Regions from separate parts of the Capra hircus genome. Here region 1 is linked to region 2. Evidence: chromatin contacts called from public Hi-C data. All regions are on one chromosome and are shown on one strand. The core of a region is the stretch at or near the end of the contact, and the rest is flanking DNA. Distances in the headings are between cores, read along the strand shown. Region 1 has its middle 31 kb from the start of FAM76B. Region 2 has its middle 70 kb from the start of ENDOD1.

What was found. A called contact is a pair of places that touch in the nucleus more often than the background predicts.
Region 1: a Hi-C map of blood shows a contact between it and region 2, with 5 times the contacts expected there. The contact joins two enhancer-like sites. A contact is called at or near these places in 2 of 5 Hi-C or Micro-C datasets (both in blood).

What each region holds. Positions count from the first base shown.
Region 1 is chr15:67,828,665-67,832,038 of ARS1.2, reverse strand. No RefSeq gene overlaps it. Among named protein-coding and RNA genes, the nearest start is that of FAM76B, 31 kb to the left of the region's middle. Within about 2 kb of position 2,103, at least 1 of the 5 cell types and tissues checked has an H3K27ac peak or open chromatin away from gene starts, as enhancers often do.
Region 2 is chr15:67,067,860-67,070,866 of ARS1.2, reverse strand. No RefSeq gene overlaps it. Among named protein-coding and RNA genes, the nearest start is that of ENDOD1, 70 kb to the right of the region's middle. Within about 2 kb of position 1,751, at least 4 of the 5 cell types and tissues checked have an H3K27ac peak or open chromatin away from gene starts, as enhancers often do.

The DNA.
Region 1 (3,374 bases), core at 854-3,353, 760 kb before region 2:
GGCTAAAATCTTGGGGGTCAGCCTTGATTCTTTCTCCCTCTCACTCCATATCTGTCCTTCAAAATTTCCGTCAGCTGTAACTTTAGAATAAATCCAGAATCTGACCGCTTTTTACCATCTCCATGCCTAGCTGTTGCCTGCCTCAACAGAGAAGCAGAGAGTGATCTTATTAAATGATATCATATCATATCATGTCATCCCTCTACTCCTACTCCAGTGGTTCTCAACTGGGGGTGATTTGTAGTGTTAGCAGTGTGTGTGTGTGTGTGTGTGTGTGTGTGTGTGTGTGTGTGTGTGTAGTAGTAGTAGTACTAGTACTACTACTACTACTACTAACATCGGCTTGATAGAGGCCATGGATCTGCTGAACATCCTACAGTGCCCAGAACAGACAAAGAATTGTCAAGCTCAAAATGTCCATAGTGCCAAGATTGAGAGACCCCCGTCCCATTCCAAACCCTAAAATGGCTTTTCATCTCAACCCTTACAAAGACCTAAAAAGCCTTGACATTAACATAAAGCTTTCTACAATCCTACAGCACTTATGGCCCACCAAATGAAGCAGCTATTCCCTTTTTATTTTTAATTCTGTGATTTAAACATTAAATAGGAATGAAATTTATGTAAAGGTTTTACGGATCTTAAATTCCTACTTATGTCCACCAGGGGGTGCGCTTCACTGCTAAATAACACTACACAATTTTGCTGTGCAGAGGAGTCACCCTGGTAAGAGCAAGCAAGCATCCTCATAGCTGCTCTTTGTAAAAACAAGTTTTGGCATGTATGAGCACACCCTTGTGGCTCTGTCAGTAAAGAACCCACTTGCAATGCAGGCAGGAGGCCTGGGTTTGATCCCTGGGTCCGGAGGATCCCCTGGAGAGGGAAATGTCAACCTTCTCCAGTATTCTCGCCTGGGAAATCTCATGGACAGAGGAGACGGGCAGGCTTCAGTCCACCGGATCGCAGAGTCAGATTTAAGTCAGATAACCCATTTGCAGAAACAATTGGTTTTGTACAAGTCCCACAACTTTTCAGTTCACTTGGCTGATTAGCTCACAAGAAATGAGTTTTAAAATGTTTGTCTTTGGATGAGTTATTTTTGAACTCAGAAACACTATTTTAAAAAGAGTTACTCTAAAGATTTGTCTTGATGTTTTGTGTATATGTCTTTCTCTAAAGCCAGTCCTGCTAAAGCACTAGGGTCATCTGTTTGGGCCTTCCTCCTCCACCTGGGAGGGACTCCTTAGAGACAAGACACTTACTTAGGGGCGACCTAATGGATCAGGGAGTCGGCAGTCCTAAGTCAGAAGTCCTGCATCTCCAGCTAAGCTGTGTCTCCAGAGAGGCGTGACACGGCCACTACGTCACTGAGCAGGTTCGTCAGCATAGCCTGGAGTCCTGGGTCGTGTCACATGGCCTGTGTAGCCATCAGCAGTGGCTTGCAACCGGGCAGATCTCAGGGCTGGAGTGCTGTCCTTTGAGTCAGGCTATGAATGTGTTGGACGGCTGCTAGATGACATTTCTTTGTAGAATTTTTCTCATTTTTGCACATCTCATGTGACATGGATTTTTCTTTGAGACGGTTGTTAGGCCTCCCTTAATCATTAGTAATGATCTGCCAAGATATCAGGAACTTATATAGACTGGGCCATTCAACTTCTGTTTCTTTTAACTATTATTTTTGTTTTGTTTTGTTTTTTCTTGGCCACATGGTGAGGCATGTGGAATCTTAGTTTCCTATGTGCCCTGCTGTAGAAGTGTGAAGTCTTAACCACTGCATCGCCAGGAACATCCCTTCAGCTTCTCCTGAAAGCCCCTCTTTTTAATAATCTTAATAGTCAGTACAGCCAGAAAATTGTTTCTCTCTTGCCCAGAGAACAACTAACCAAGTGCTAATTATTATAACCACGATGGGGCTTGTGAATTTTCTTAGTAGGATAAATCTCCAACTTATTTTTTTGAGGCTCTAGGCCAAATATATTACATGCATGAGCATTCTGAATAATAAATCTGGTGTGGCATGTTATTTCAGGGTACAGTTTTAGAGATGCCCTGAAAAGTAATGAGTGAAGCTGGAAGGCATGATGGAGCAGAACAGGTGTGAGGAGGTAATATGAGAGCCTAGAGTGTAGCTGGAAGGAAAGTGGAGCATTAGGAAAAGCACAGTTCAAGCAGAAATCAATAAACACCATAGGCCAGCCTAATTACTGCATCCAACTTGTGTTTATATGAAAATGACTTTATACAAGTCTCACTGAGTCTGGGGTGATGGCATAACCACCCTACAGCTGGGTGCCTTTATAGTCAAACTAAAAGCCAAAACTAACAATTGGTTTAAAGAGAATGTATGTGCTGGTGCTGAGACGCTTGTCACGTCCGACTCTTAGTGACCCCATGGACTGTAGCCCTCCAGGCTCCTCTGTCCATGGGATTTTACAGGCAAGAAGACTGGAGTGGGTTGCCATTTCCTCCTCCAGGGATCTTCCCAACGCAGGGATTGAACACATGTCTCTTAGGTCTCCTGCATTGGCAGGCGGGTTCTTTGCCACTGAGCCACCTTGGAAGCCTATATATACATATATACATACATATGTGTGTATGTGTGTGTGTGTGTATATATATATATATATATAATATAATGAAAAATAGAAAGTAGATCTATTTGAATCTGCATTCTCATTGCTTTACATCACTTTCAAATTGTCAAGTTCTTTTCTACTATACCTTTTATTAATGCAAGTTGAAGGTTTAAAAATGGCTGCAGGGATTCAGAAACTTCCTTTAAAAGCCATTCCCAAGCACCTCTCAACAGGAATGAAAGGCTTTTTGTCTAATGTTTTCCTTACACCACCTTGTGATTTCCTCAACACAGCAGCACTAGGCAAACAGAAGTCACAGTGCTGGCTTCTGATGTCACTGGCTGCCTGCTCCTGTGGTTATCAAGATGGACCCTGATTCTGGATCATCTGTGTCGGTGGAGTGGCCTGGCTCCAGGCTGTGAATATCTGTGTAGCTGTACAAACCAGAAGGAGAAAAGGGCGTTTGTTAGTATTTAATCTCTCCTTTGGGTTAATCAATTTGAGGATGTTGTGATATAAATATTTTTGAATTATAAAGCACTCCACATTCTCAGTGATTTCTCAGCAATCCCCAACCTTTTTGGCACCAGGGACCAGTTTCGTAGAGGATGATTTTTCTCATGGATTGGGATAGGGGGTGGTATGGGTTGGGTGTACTTTATTTCTATTATGATTATATTAATATCAGCTCCACTTCAGATCATCAGGCATTAGATCCTGGAAGCTGGGGAATTTTACTCTAAACAACTGTTCCTAATCCACTTGTGTCAAGGTACTAAATATTGAAGGAAGAAA
Region 2 (3,007 bases), core at 502-3,001:
CACAGTGGCGCCCGGGGTCGGGCAGCGCGCCCTGGCAGCGCGCTCTGGCAACCGGAGTGCCCTCCAGGTCTGCTCTCTCTCCCCATCCTGGTCGTCAGCGGGTCCAGGGAGGCCCCGAGGTTCACGCAGAACTGGACGGATGTGAGCGCAACTTGCCGAGGAGAGTCTGAAGCTGCTCTCTGAGGCCCAAAGGCTCCCAGCCTTGGGAGGGGAGGAAAGACCCTATCCAGCCACCGGGAGGGAACCTGGCTATCCCAGCTTCACTCGATCTACTTCTTTGAGCTCATCCTCCTAATGAGACGCAAGGAGCGGGTGGGTGGCGGAGGTGGCGGGAGCAGCCGGCGGCGCTAGGACACCCAGCGTGTCACAGGGAAACCGAAGGGTTCCTGACTCGTGTTAATCGCTGAAAGCTCGTGTTAACGCTGAAAGTGTTGATCATTCTTTAATTCCATGGACTGTAGCCCACCAGGCACCTCTGCCGTTGGGATGCTCCAGACGAGAATACTGCCGTGGCTCGCCATTCCCCTGTCCAAAGGATCTTCCCGACCCAGGCATCAAACCCGCTTCTCCCTCTTTGCAAGGAAGATACTTTACGGTCTGAGCCACCAGGGAGGCCGCCTGGGATGGGATTCCAAACTGGGGCTGTCGCCTTACGACTCGGTCTCCTGCCCTGGCTGAGAGAGCCACCTGGAGGCGGGCGCGGGGGACAGCGATCCCAGGGAAGAGTCTCTCAAACCTCAGTCCCCTTCTGTTTCGAGCCCCGACCATGGAAGAGGCGCCTGGAGACAGCGGAGGACCCCCAAACGGAGACCTGGGCGCGAATCCAGGAGTCCTCCTTCGAGCGGAGAAGCTCTTTGCACCACAAGGGGGCGCGGGGTTTCCCACAGAGAGAGAGAAAGAGTGTTTGCGTGTGTGTGTCTGTGTGTGTGCCTGTGTGTGTGTGTGTCTGTGTGTGTGTGTCTGTGTGTGTGCCTGTGTGTGTGTGTGTGTCTGTGTGTGTGTGTCTGTGTCTGTGTGTGTCTGTGTGTGTCTGTGTGTGTCTGTGTCTGTGTGTGTCTGTGTGTCTGTGTCTGTTTGTGTCTGTGTGTGCGTGTGCGTCTGTGTCTCTGGGAGCATCTGCAGGATTGCCTGGTCTGGGGACCAACCACCGCTCCATCTTTCGATACTAGAGTTGGGTAAGAGTGGCTTCCCAGGTGGCCCAGTGGTAAAGCATCTGCCAGCCAATGCAGGAGACGCAGGTTTCATCCCTGAGTCAGGAAGATCCCCTGGAAAAGAGAATGGCAACCCACTCCAGTATTCTTGCCCGGAACATTCTATGGACAGAAGAGCCTGGCGACCTACAGTCCATGGGGTTGCAGAGTCAGCCAAGCCTGAACACCCAAGCAGCCATGTGGGCTGTTTATCTGGGTTTCAGGCCTGGGAGTCTGAGCGTCTCTTTCTAGCGCCAGAGAAAATGATCACGGCTGGGAAAGATACGCCATCTCCGAAGGGAAGGGGCAGGTGGTCACCTGGCCTCCCTGGAGACCTGGGAACTGGCACTGTGCCAGCAAGCAGGGACAACACTCGGTCCCGCTCAAGAAAGGGAGCGGCTTTCCCTCTGTCCCACCCCAGAGGAAAATAAACGGTCTCTGGCACGTTCCTGCATTCCTGATTTTTAACAAAACTATTGTTGGAGGCTAGCCACAGTGTTTGCTCCTGGGCGGGACCAAACCTACCCTCTCCCAGGCCCACCCCAGTGCGTCCTCCTGGAACAAAGCCTCTTTGTAGCGCCTCTAGCAGAAACTGCCCTCCACGCCCAGGGCCCTCCCCTTAGAGAATTCCAAAAACCTTTGCAAGCCTGGCTCCTCCTCGAGGTCTGGACCTGGGAAGAAAGCCAAGCATCTTTCCTAACCCTTTGGGCTTAAGAACAGTGAAGTGGGTAACAATTCCCTTCTCCAGGGGATCTTCCGGATCCATGGATCCGGCCCGGGTCTCCCTCATCTCCTGTTTGGCAGGCAGATTCTTTACCACGTGAACCACAGGGGATCTCAAACTCAGTGCTGTTTCAGAGAAACTATATATACATTTTTTTTTTTTCACCACCAAGGGTTGAAGATGAATGCCATTTTGACACTAACCGTGGCATTTGCTTGTCAGAGCTCTTCCATCTGCCCCAGAAATAATATCTCTCCACCCCCTCCTTCACCCACCTCCTTGATTGCCTGGCAGCACTGGTCACAGTATGACTGTTTGGGGGCCCTCTGTCTTCTCCTTGGGTTCTGAGAGGACACTTCCTTTTTCTCAGGTGTGCTTCCAGAATGGTCCTTTCCCCTCCAGCTCTGACTTGTCCGCCCTCTCCCAATGCTTACTCCCATCTCTCAGTGCACGGCCGGGACCCAGGAGCCCCCGGTTCCTCCCAGCCGGCTTGCAGAAGGGCAGAGCCCCCCAAGAGCTGGGGGCCATGGTTAACCATCCATCCTCCTTTCAGGAACTCTGGGCGGCACCCACAGGTGTCCACACAGGATAGAGTTGTTCCCAGGCCCCGGATGATTGCCAAAGGCATTGGGCAGGGATGCTGGCTGTGGGGCTGCTAAGGAACTACAGACTCAAAGTAGAGAAAGAATGGTTCCTTGGGCAAACAGTGATGTGGGAGTGCTGGTTTTTAGTGGGAGGCGAAGATGAGATGTTTTCACTCACGCGTGCATGCTAAGTTGGGTCAGTCACGTCTAACTCTCTGCAACCCTATGGACTGTAGCCTGTCAAGCTCCACTATTCATGGGATTCACCAGGCAAAAGTACTGGAGTGGGTTGCCATTTCCTCCTCCAAGGGATCTTCCCCACCCTGGGATCGAAGCAGAGTCTCTTGAGCCTCCTGAAATGGCAGGCAGATTCTTTACCGCTTGTGCCACCTGGGAAGCTTCATAGCTCCACACATTTAAAACTTCTTCTCCCAGGTCCCACCCCGCCCCCACCCTTTCCTGCACTCTTCTTATATTTGCACTGGCTATGGACCACTTCTTGCCAAATG